Regions from separate parts of the Danio rerio genome. Here region 2 is linked to region 1. The links are chromatin contacts, called in public Micro-C maps. All regions are on one chromosome and are shown on one strand. Each heading gives the region's core, a stretch centred on a gene start, on an enhancer-like site or on the middle of the called end of the contact. The rest is flanking DNA. Distances are from core to core; before and after follow the strand shown.

What was found. Hi-C and Micro-C count contacts between places; a contact is called where the count stands out from the background.
Region 2: a Micro-C map of caudal fin shows a contact between it and region 1, with 5 times the contacts expected there. The contact joins the enhancer-like site here to the promoter of mfsd5 in region 1. A contact is called at or near these places in 2 of 18 Hi-C or Micro-C datasets (caudal fin and hematopoietic stem cells).

The regions. Positions count from the first base shown.
Region 1 is chr23:38,888,995-38,894,915 of GRCz12tu, reverse strand. It overlaps mfsd5 (major facilitator superfamily domain containing 5), which reads left to right and starts at 3,782. Exons shown (of 3, transcript NM_001002713.1): 1 at 3,782-3,839; 2 at 4,079-4,150; 3 at 4,258-5,921. The coding sequence starts at 4,357. The coding sequence ends at 5,802. It also overlaps a transcript of rarga not described here.
Region 2 is chr23:39,056,579-39,061,943 of GRCz12tu, reverse strand. rarga (retinoic acid receptor gamma a) reads right to left here. Exons shown (of 8, transcript NM_131339.2): 4 at 2,152-2,315; 5 at 1,470-1,646; 6 at 1,171-1,375; 7 at 687-845. Among named protein-coding and RNA genes, the nearest start is that of rarga, 41 kb to the right of the region's middle. Within about 2 kb of position 2,268, at least 8 of the 62 cell types and tissues checked have an H3K27ac peak or open chromatin away from gene starts, as enhancers often do. A contact at or near this core is called in caudal fin, where this site is marked.

The DNA.
Region 1 (5,921 bases), core at 2,533-5,032:
GGGTTGACAGTGCATGTCAAAGCACAAACCAAGCATGAAGACAAAGGAATTGTCTGTAGATCTCTGAGACAGGATTGTCTCCAGGCACAAGGCTTGGAAAGGTTGTAGGAAAATTTATGCTGCTTTGAAAGTTCCAATGAGCACAGTGGCCTCCATCATCCATAAGTGGAAGATGTTTGGAACCACCAGAACTCTTCCTTGAGCTGGCCGGCCATCTAAGCTGAGTGATCAGAAGGGCATTAGTCAAGGAGGTGATCAATAACCTGATGGTCACTCTGTCTGAGCTCCAGTGTTCTTCTGTGGAGAGAGGAAAATCTTCCAGAAGGACAACCATCTGTGCTGCAATCCACCAATCAGGGCTGTATGGTAGAGTGGCCAGACTGAAGCCACTCCCGCTTCGAATTTTCCAAAAGGCATCTGAAGGACTCTCAGACCATGAGATTAGGGCTGTGCATTTAATCGAAAATCCGGTTTCAATTTCGATTTTGGCTAACCACTATAAAGAACCATTAATCGAGATAAACGATTATTCCATCATATACCGCCCCCTTTCCAGTTGTACACATTTGTTGCTCTGCAAAGCGCAGTTCGACGTGAAAATGACTAAAAGCATGTGCTGTACTGTAACTTTTGCAGCACGTGATGCGCATCATTCATATTATTAAAAGCGCGAAAGAGCACGTGCTGTTGTGTTAGCCGCGCTTAGCCTTGGACATGTAGTGTGTGTGTGTGTCTGTGTGTGTGTGTGTGTGTGTGTGTGTGTATCTAACGCCATCTTAATGTAAGCGCTTTAATGTTCAAATACATGCACATTTGTGTCAGAGCCCGATGTTTAGTAATTATTCATATTAACCCTCATTTGTTTAATAAACAAACATGTTGAGAATCATAAGATGTGAAAGAGAAACCATAACAGAGTCGCACTATTCTTAAAGTGACAGTGCGCAATATTCCTGCTGCTGACAGTCTATAATATTAATCAAACAACAAAAAGACATAATCACTCACTGCTATTGACTGCAGGACTTTTGTAGCTGAAGTTTTTTTTCTTACAGTGAAGATGCTTAAAGCACAGTTTAAACATAACAGATTTATTAACTCATTTCTTTTATCTTTGCTATGATGACAGTACATTATATTTTACTAGATATTTTTCAAAATGCTACTATTCAGCTTAAAGTGACATTCAAAGGCTTAATTAGTGTAATTAGGCAAGTCACTGTATAACAGTAGTTTCTTCTGCAAACAATCAAAAATATATATTGCTTAAGAGGGCTAATAATATCGAACAAAATAGGTTTTAAAATATTTAAACCTGATTTTATTCTAGCTGAAATAAAACAAATAAGCCTTTCTCCAGAAGAAAAAATATCATAGGAAATACTGTAAAAAAATTCCTCTGTTAAACATAATTTGGGAATTATTTATTTATAAAAATAAATTCACAGAGGGGAGAACAATTTTGACATCAACTAATAATCGTTTTGAATAATCGTGATTACAATTATGACCAAAATAACCACAACCCACAATCGAACAGTCCTATATAAGACACAAAACTCTCTGGTCTGATGAGACTAACATTAAAACTCTTTGGAGTAAATGCCAGGCGTTACGTTTGGAGAAAACCAGGCACTGCTCATCACCAGGCTAATACCATCCCTACAGTGAAGCATGGTGGTGGCAGCATATTGCTGTTGGGATGTTTTTCAGCAGCAGGAACTGGAAGGCTAGTCAGAATAGAGGGAAAGATGAATGCAGCAATGTACAGAGACACCCTGAATAAAAACCTGCTTCAGAGTGCTCTTGACCTCAGACTGGGGTGACGGATCATCTTCCAGCAGGACAATGACCCAAAGCACACCTCCGAAATATCAATGGAGTGGCTTCACAACAACTCAGTAAATGTCCTTGAGTGGCCCAGCCAGAGCACAGACCTAAATCCTATTGAACAACCCTGGAGAGATCTAAAAATGGCTGTACACTGTCACTTCCCATCCAACCTGATAGAGCTTGAGAGGAACTGATAAGAGGAATGGGCAAACATTTGTGCAAGACAAGTGTGCAAAGCTTGTGGCATCCTATCAAAAAGACTTGAGGCTGTAATTGCTGCCAAAGGTGCATCAACAAAGTATTGAGCTAAGGCTGTGAATACTCCTGTACATGTGATTTTTCAGGTTTTTTATTTTTCATAAATTTGCAACAATTTCAAAAAGTCTTTTGTCACATTGTCATTATGGGGTATTGTGTGGAGAATTTTGAGGAAATAAATGAATTTAATCCATTTTGGAATAAGGCTGTAACATAAAAAAATGTAGAATAGCGCTATGAATACGTTCCGAATGAACTGTATATTGAATATGTTCCAACAATCAATGCATGCTTTATGCTCTCTAAAGATAATTTAAGTGGACAAACCATTTAGCTTGTCATGTATTTCCATGCAGACTTTATGTCAGGAGCTTCAGAATCATGTAGAAATAATTGTAAGTGGCCTGAAACTGTCAGTCAAACAGAATCGACTTTTATTTAGTACACTGGCAAGATGCTGTTTATTCTTTATTGACAAGCAGATTCAGCTTATACTGAACCATGCAGCTAAACAATTGTACTTTTTATGCTCTATTTGTAGAAGCAATAATATTTTAGTGATTCATTATTGCACAGCTGTGGTGCAGTTGTTAATATGGGAGTCATCAAAAATGTGATCCGTCTAACCCAGCTAGTTAGTTAAAAACGGTGGTGTGGTGACATCGCGTGGACACTCACGGTAGTAAAATAAACGAAGTCAACACAGGATTTTGAATTTAGTGTCAGTGCACTTCTTGTTTGAGAAGTCTCTTTTCTCGGCTTCCTACACTTTTTGCGTCAGCTAACAAGATCAAGCAATGTATCAGATGTATTTTACTTTAATCTTCATTAACAACGTTCACTTAAGTTACTTGCTCCACGGTGTCATTTCATCTGAGATGTTAGTGTCCGGTAGACTAAAGATAGATGTTCAACATGTTTGGAAAAAAACGGTAATGTCAGATAATTGCTAAGGCTAATCTTATAGCCAGCAGATGTACGATGTATCGTTTAACGTTCACAATAGACAATATTTCCACACTTGTTTTTTAATGTTTTGTCAAATCAAAATCTAAATATTTTGAAAACCCTTACCTGAATTTTAGTTTTCATCAGTGACATCTCATTCTCCACATTCATTTTTATGCTAACATGGTTGCTGTCTAGTCGATATATTTCGAAAAAACTTTATTTATGAAGTTAGCAAAATATTTCCAAATGGTTGACGATGATATAAACATTAAAATAGATTATTTTAGACGTTCGGAATTTTAGTAACATTTTGTTTGGCGTTTAATCGGAATATTTAATGGCTATTGTTGTTATTTTTATTCTTGTTTGTTGCTAGATCAGATACGGTTGCGGCTGGAAGATGAATATAATTATTTATATTGTTTATTAAATTTCCCATTGATTGTATTGCATTATTGCCTTCTATCACACTGGCATTATTTTGTTCTATTATCTTGTATCTGTCGTTTAAAGCATAACAAATGAATAACAATAATAAATACATGCCCTAATTAATATTCATACTGTTAGCCAATCCCTGATAAAAAAATATTTCTAAAAAAAAACTTCTTTCCTTCTGTTGCATAGCCAATCAGCGAGCCCCACCTTGTATACGTAATTAATATTAATAAGGCAAGCGCCTTACGTTTGTTTTGCGTCATGACGCCTGAGTAACCCGGAAACACACGCGGATGTTGTAGAACATATATTGCAGGCATTTAGATGAAAAAAGCGTCTGAATTCATGGCGTAGAAAAGGTATTTAATAATCCCAAATCAGCGGACAGTTTCTAAATTCCTTAGAAAAATGTTAAGAGTACGGTAGGTGTGTTTAAGAGTTTATCCACGCATTATAATTACGAATATTTGAGGCTTAAAGTCAAGTTCCATTTAAAAATCATTAATGTTTTTAAAGCGTTATTATTAAACCCATCATTTATGGGCGCAATACATACAGTATATGAGGTGTTGATAATTACAATGTGTCTTTTTTTCAGAAGTCAAGCTGACAGTCGCTCATGATGAGTCCAGAAGTGAGTTTATCCAACTGTCATGTGTCACGTGATGGTGTATGATCACTTTTTATAAAACATTACTTTTATTTAAAATATTTTGAAATTTTTAGCCGTTATATTTTCTTATATGTAATAATTTTGCTAATTTTGTGTTTTTGCAGATGAACCATTAATTTCACTGCACCAAAAGCTGTAGGAGGATGTTGATCTAGGATTTCTTCTGATTCCTCCACTCACCTTCAGACAGATTTGTGCCCATCATGTTTGTGACGGCATACCTAGCATTTATAGTCCTAGCAGGACTGTGTGTGGCTTTAGAGATCACAGCCCGGCGTCTCACCTTATCCCAGGCCACACAGACAGCAGTCGCCAATCCGGCTTTCCAGCGTTTCCAGAAGCTCTTTCTGAAGGCGTATCTCCTGGCTCTCTGGGCAGACTGGCTACAAGGGCCTTACCTTTACAAACTATACCGACATTACAACTTCTTGGAGTCACAGATTGCCATCCTATACGTCTGCGGTCTGGCTTCTTGTGTGCTGTTTGCCCCGGTGGCCGGATGGCTGCCACAGTTTCTCGGCCGAAGACAGACGTGCCTCCTCTTCTGCTTGGCTTATTCAGTGTGTTGCATCACCAAACTCTCACAAGACTATTTTATGCTCATTCTAGGACGTGTATTAGGCGGCCTGTCCACTTCTCTGCTAACAACCACCTTTGAGGCCTGGTATGTGCACGGTCACGTTGACATTCATGACTTCCCCAAAGAATGGATCCCTGTTACGTTTGGTAAAGTCGCCAATTGGAATTATGGACTTGCAGTTGGTGCTGGACTAGTGGCGAATTTGTTCGCAGAATGGCTTGGGTTGGGACCGGTCGCTCCATTTCTGTTGGCTATCCCGAGCCTTGCTGCTTGCGCCTGGTTTGTGCTTTCCGAATGGGGTCAGGAGGACAAACAAGAAGGCATGAATGGAGACAAAAACGCCCCCCTTCTTAACTCCCTAAACACCCCCAAGTTGCAATTGTCAGCACGTGCCCGTTTCTGGCGTAGCTGTGTGGATGGCCTTCGATGCCTGCTCTCGGACCGCCGTGTTATGCTTTTAGGAGGCGTTCAGGCACTTTTTGAAAGCGTGCTGTATATTTTTGTATTCCTGTGGACTCCTGTTTTGGATCCTCATGGCCCACCTTTAGGAATCGTATTCTCCAGTTTGATGGCGGCCACCATGGCGGGCTCCACACTTTTCCGATTGGCCACATCAGCCCCGTATCGACTCCAACCCGGTCATCTGCTCTGCCTAGCCATTCTTCTAGCGTTCTTCTCCTTCTTCATGCTGACGTTCTCCACCGTGCCTGGCCAGCCCCGGCCCAGGGAATCTCTGCTCGCTTTCCTTTTGCTGGAACTGGCTTGTGGGCTTTATTTCCCAGCGGTGAGTTTCCTCCAGGGTCGTGTGGTTCCCGTGGAGCGCAGAGCTGCAGTTTTGGCTTGGTTTCGTTTGCCTCTGCACCTCCTGGCCTGTCTGGGGCTGCTGGCGCTTCACGGGGAGGTTTCAGGGTCCGGTGCGGGAGAGGCTGGCAGCGGCACCAGGCACATGTTTGCAGGCTGTGCTGGGATGATGCTGGCTGCTCTGCTCGCCGTGATCAGCCTTTTCACTGTGGGCAGGAATGATGCCGACCTGAGATTAGAGGGCCCCAAACTGGAAGGAGAAATCTGAGTTGGACAGTGGATTATATATGGACTGTTGAAGTGAATCTATTCAATAGGATAGATCAGTGTTTCCCAACCCTGTTCCTGAAGGCACACCAAGACATTTTCAACCTCTTCCTATTCAAA
Region 2 (5,365 bases), core at 1,019-3,518, 170 kb before region 1:
TGTTTTTGCAATGGAGCAAGTCAAATCTTGTATTGTCAGATGGGTTGTATTTTGCATTGGAGCATCTGAATGAAGGAGTGCTTTTTAGCTTGTATTCAAGTATGCAAACTTTTCTCAGAAACATTCCTCAAGAAAATTTGCATTACTTTTGTGAAACCATTAGAGTGCAAAAAACCCTGTCATCATTAACCATGGTCTTTGCTTATTTAAAAAAGCAACTGATACTTTGAGAGACAAAAAAACATACTTAAGCAAATCAAAATTATTATTTGTGGCTCCTGGTGATACAATGTGATCTTGTTAAGTGAAAAAAGACCAATTGTTCCGCTTCATAAGACCGCACAGTGGTATTCATTTTGTTTTGCCTTTATATGTTTTTTGACTCTCTAAAGTGGTGGATAAGGAGATTTCCCCCAATGTGTAAAGTGCTTTGAGTTTCCAGAAAAGCCCTATATAAATGCAAGGATTTATTATTATTATTTTTAAAGGCTTTAAAAAAGCATGGGTTTAGTCCAAAAAAAGCCACAGCTTTAGTCAAACAAAAAACCTTGAATTAAATTAATGCAAATATTTTTTTTAGGTAAACTATTCCTTTAAGTTCCCTAATGCATTAAAAATGTAATTAAATATTAATAAAAATATAAGGTAATAGTGTTTTTCATCAGAGTTTTGCCTAATGAACTGACCCTTGGTGCTGATCCCACGTAGATCAGTGATCTTCATCAGCATGCGAGGGAACATGTGAGGTTTGTTGGGTCGGCGGCGTCGTGCATAAATCTTCAGAGCTTCCAGCAAGGGCTCCTGCAGACGATCGACACGCTCTGGCTCTTCAAGATCCATTCGGTCTACAGAAAAGGAGGATAATATTAGTATTCCAGTACATCCATGTGCTATTTTTAGTGGTGTAGTTAAAATGAATCCTGGGCTCAATTTATGTTAAAGAGGTGTCCAAATCTGCTCCCGGGAGACCTGCAGAATTTAGCTCCAACTCTGATTAAACACAGCACCAATGAGTCATGATCTTTAGACTTACAAAAACCATCCAATCACTTGCGTTAGAGCTGAGCGCAGTCGAGCTCCTCAGAAGCAGGATTAGACACCCCTATTATAACGTACAGTTGGTTCAACTAGAGGGCAGCAGCGTTGCAACAGAATTGCATCATGCAATACCTCCACATATGAGGCAGATGGCACTAAGGAGGCCAGTCTCCGTATCATCCATCTCAAGAGGCAGAAGCTGACCAGCGAAGGCAAACACCAGGTCAGTGAGCGGTCCGAAACCTGCATTATGCATCTGAGTCCGGTTGAGGGTTAGTCCATCCGAAAAGGTCATTGTGTCCTGCTCCGGTGTGTATCGTGTACAGATTCGCAGCATCTACAAGAGGCACAGACATTTATGAGGCTATGAATTATGTAAATGTAGTGGATGCATGGTCTACATCAAAGCGAGCTTTGGAAGACACACGTACTAGAATGTCCAAGCAGGCAGATTTGAGAAGGGTGATTTGATCTGCGATGGTGAGGGTGGTGAAGCCTGGGAGGCGTTTGGCAAACTCCACAATTTTAATGATGCACTTGGTGGAAAGCTCACTGAATTTGTCCCATAGGCCCAGGTCTAGCTGAATCCTGTGGTCCGAGCTGGAGTTCTAATGAAGAGAAAATGGGAAGAGAAGGTTAATATATGCATGCATGAATATTGACTAGTCCAAAAAAAAAAAAAAAAAGATTTTCCATTCGAAAGCTTTTCATTAAACATGAGGATAAATTTTGCAGTAGGTACAAAAAAAGGTGAATTTCGATCTGTTCCTCACACTCTGGAACTTAGAATGAGAGAGATGAGTTCACATGAGTTATATTATGATAGTTTTATGAGTCTTTTTGTCATTTTGGCACCCCTGTGCTCATTTACTTTCATTACACTGAAAAAAAGAGTGAACTTCATCAAAAATACATTTTGTCTTACAGGTTTGGAACAACATGAGGTCGAGTAAATGACAGTATTTATCTTTTGGGTGCACTGTTCCTTTAAATGATGTATTCAATAATGGAAGATGTTTATCACACTACATCTGACATGGTCGGTTTACACCTCTATAAATAAATTCCACATTCCATTGCTGACAGATTTGTTCATTTGCAGAAAGCACTCACTGTGGTGTATTTTCCCAGCTGGCAGAGTGAAGGGAAGGTCTCTTGATGTGCTTTGCTCACTTTGTTGACCAGCTCCTCCAGTTCCCCACTCAGCTCATAGCTCTCTGGCGGAATGACCTCATCCTTCACGTCTTTCTTCTTCTTATTTCGATCGTTGCGCACAGCTGAAAGTCACAAAGAGAGGCTGCTCAATACTCCAACCATGAGTCAGGTTCACTCACAAACTGCCAAACTATTATCTTAGCAGTTGGATGTGCAACCAAGAGAAACATTATGAAATGATGTTCCAAAAAACAGGAGATAATTTTAGATTTAATTGCTAAACCAAAATGAAATAAATTGCTTAAAGTCCGCATGAACCGGAAGTTGCTGTGACTTTTATTTCAGTGTGTTGATGTACTTCCAGCTGAAACAGAAATTTGAGTAGGGACGGGGCTTTCTTTTGCATATCATTCCCTCATAGCAAACTAATGGTAACAGGGGCATGGTTAAGAATATTGGGGCCAAAGCAGCCTAACTGACATCATCAGAGCAGAACAACCACTACAAACGCTAATGGTCAGCCTTTGATTGAGTTTTGATTTGATTACCACAAAAATACAAAATTCAGAGGACTAACTTGCATGGATTATTTGTTCACTTAAAGCAGGGGTCATCAACCCTGATCCTGGAGAGCTTCCTTCCTGCAGATTTCAGTTGCAACCCTGAACAAACACATCTTTAATTATCAAGTGGTGCTTTAGGTCCTAATTGATGGCCTGTTTCCACTGAGTGGTACCGTACGGTACGGTACAGTTCAGTACAATTTTATGGCTGTTTCGCCTGTCAAAAGGTACCAAAACGTGAACCGTACCATACCACTTTTGGAAGGGTACCTAGCACAACAAAAAGGTACCAAAAAGCAGAGCAAGACGCACAGCTGTTAGTTTACGGAGATACGTCACTAGCTTGTGCACAAGCTAGAAGAAAGAAAAGAAAATAAGCGTCCTTTTTAAATACACAGCCGAGACATTAATAATAATATAGACATACAGTAATGAGGCATCGTCGACCCGTGCTTAAACAAACCTTGTTGTCGTCTTGATGAACTGCCACAAAGCCAAGAAGAGCAGAATCTACCCTGTGCCCCATAGTTGTTAACAAGATCGTCTAAAACACGAGTGGTTTCACTTTCTCGAGGGCACTCGCTGCGCGTCTATATTTGAAATAACGAATTCCTTTAGCTGATGATAATAACGTGCGCATGAGTATTGTAGTGCTTCTGACATTTGATCCTTTCAGAAACAGACAAAGTGAGAGTAAAGCGCGAAAAAACAAAGGAGAAGCCCGAAAAAACAAAGCAGCAAATGATTCTTTCAGCAACTTAAAACATGTACAAACCGCCAGTTTTACTGTAATTGGTAACATATCGAAGACTGTAAGGGTCTGTATGTCTTCATATATGTTGCATTTATTTATTTATATTATAAAATTGCAGATGTTACAGTAGGCTATTTTGCTCGCTCATTGTTCTGCAGTAATAATCAAATCCTGTTCATAGAAAGGTTATAATAAACATTTATACAGAAGTATATGTGTGTATAAAGCATCTGTTTTGTGGAAGTGCTTGTCATATAATATGTGAAAGACCTGTACAGCTTTACTGTAACATTTCCTTGAGCGAGAATAACGTCAAAACTTTCTGTCGTACACCAGGCCCAGCAAAAGGGTACAATTATTGGGGACATAATTGGTTCAGGTGTGTTTGTTCAGGGTTGGAGCTGAATTCTGCAGGTAGGTAGCTCTCCAGGAACAGGGTTGGTGACCCCTGACCTAAAGAATGACAATATGCACAAAAAAAACAATATAAATTTTGATTTCACACGGACTTTAATGTGCAAATTATGTGGAACTGTGTTTTAGTTTTGTGTGGCCAAAAAAAAAACATGAAAGAAAAATGTATTTCAGGTGAATCACATGAAAACATTGCCATGGTCGGTTAATCAATGAAATGGAAAAAAATGTTTCAATACAATTAAATTTGAAACAACAAAACATCAGGTTGAAACGCTGAAACGAACGTCATGAAAACATGTCCATGTCACATTTCACACACTCACTTTCTTTCGGCTTATTCCCTTCTTTATCAGGGGTCGCCACAGCAGAATGAACCGGCCATGTCACATTTCGCCCGATGAAATAAAATGAAATGAAATGAAATATTTTATATGATGTCTGTCATTGCTCATTAGTATTTTTTTATAAGACTAACATTTTTACAAGACTAACATTTTTATAAGACTAACATTTGAACATGTATTTAAATTGTAGTAAAGTTCAATAAACATGACATAAAACATGTGACACAATGGATTAATCATCATGAAAATGCCTTTAAGTGTTTGTTCACCCAAAAATAAAAGTGATGTTATTAATTACTCACCCTCATGTCGATCCAAACCACCAAGACCTTTGTTAGTCTTCAGAGCACAAATCAAGATGTTTTAGGTCAAATCTTGTCCAGAAAGGTACCAAAAAACTACCTCAAAACAGACCATTTATCTTCAGGGGTTCAATTAAAATATTATAAGGCTTAGAGAATTCTTCGCAATCTCGATTTGAAACGTTGAGATTAGCTAATCGCAAGAGGCTGTGATATGAAATATATTTGTATTGTTTATTTCCCCTGACCAGAGCAAACGCGTGACTGACATTTGTGCGCGACAGTCTCACTAGCCAATTCAGTGAACACACTTTCGTTCTGCCCAATCAAAAATGCGTAGTTGAACTATAAACAATTGCCACAAAAAAAAACAAAAAAAACACACAAACAGAAAAGCGTGGATGAGTGGGATGATGGCATCTGCCACTTCAGAAGCATTAATAGACAAATTAATATCAAAGAAAAACAGGATAATGGAAATATTGGAATATTTTCATTTCAAAGTCACAAAAGTTAAGTGTTTTAATAACTTCATGTGTATTTCATGTGCATTCACTGCTCGCGATGCAGGTATGTGCGTCTTTTGTAGTGACTGACTGTAATGCAAAGAACTATAAAAAATGATTTGTTTTCATCATCATAGAGCAGTTATATATAGATGCATTAGAATCTCAAAGCTGGTTAACGATTTAAATGCTTCTTATTGGATACTACACCATTCAATGTGACTATACGCATGACTTTACGGAGAGCTTACGACCTACTTACTACGGTTTGTTTTAAGAACATGTT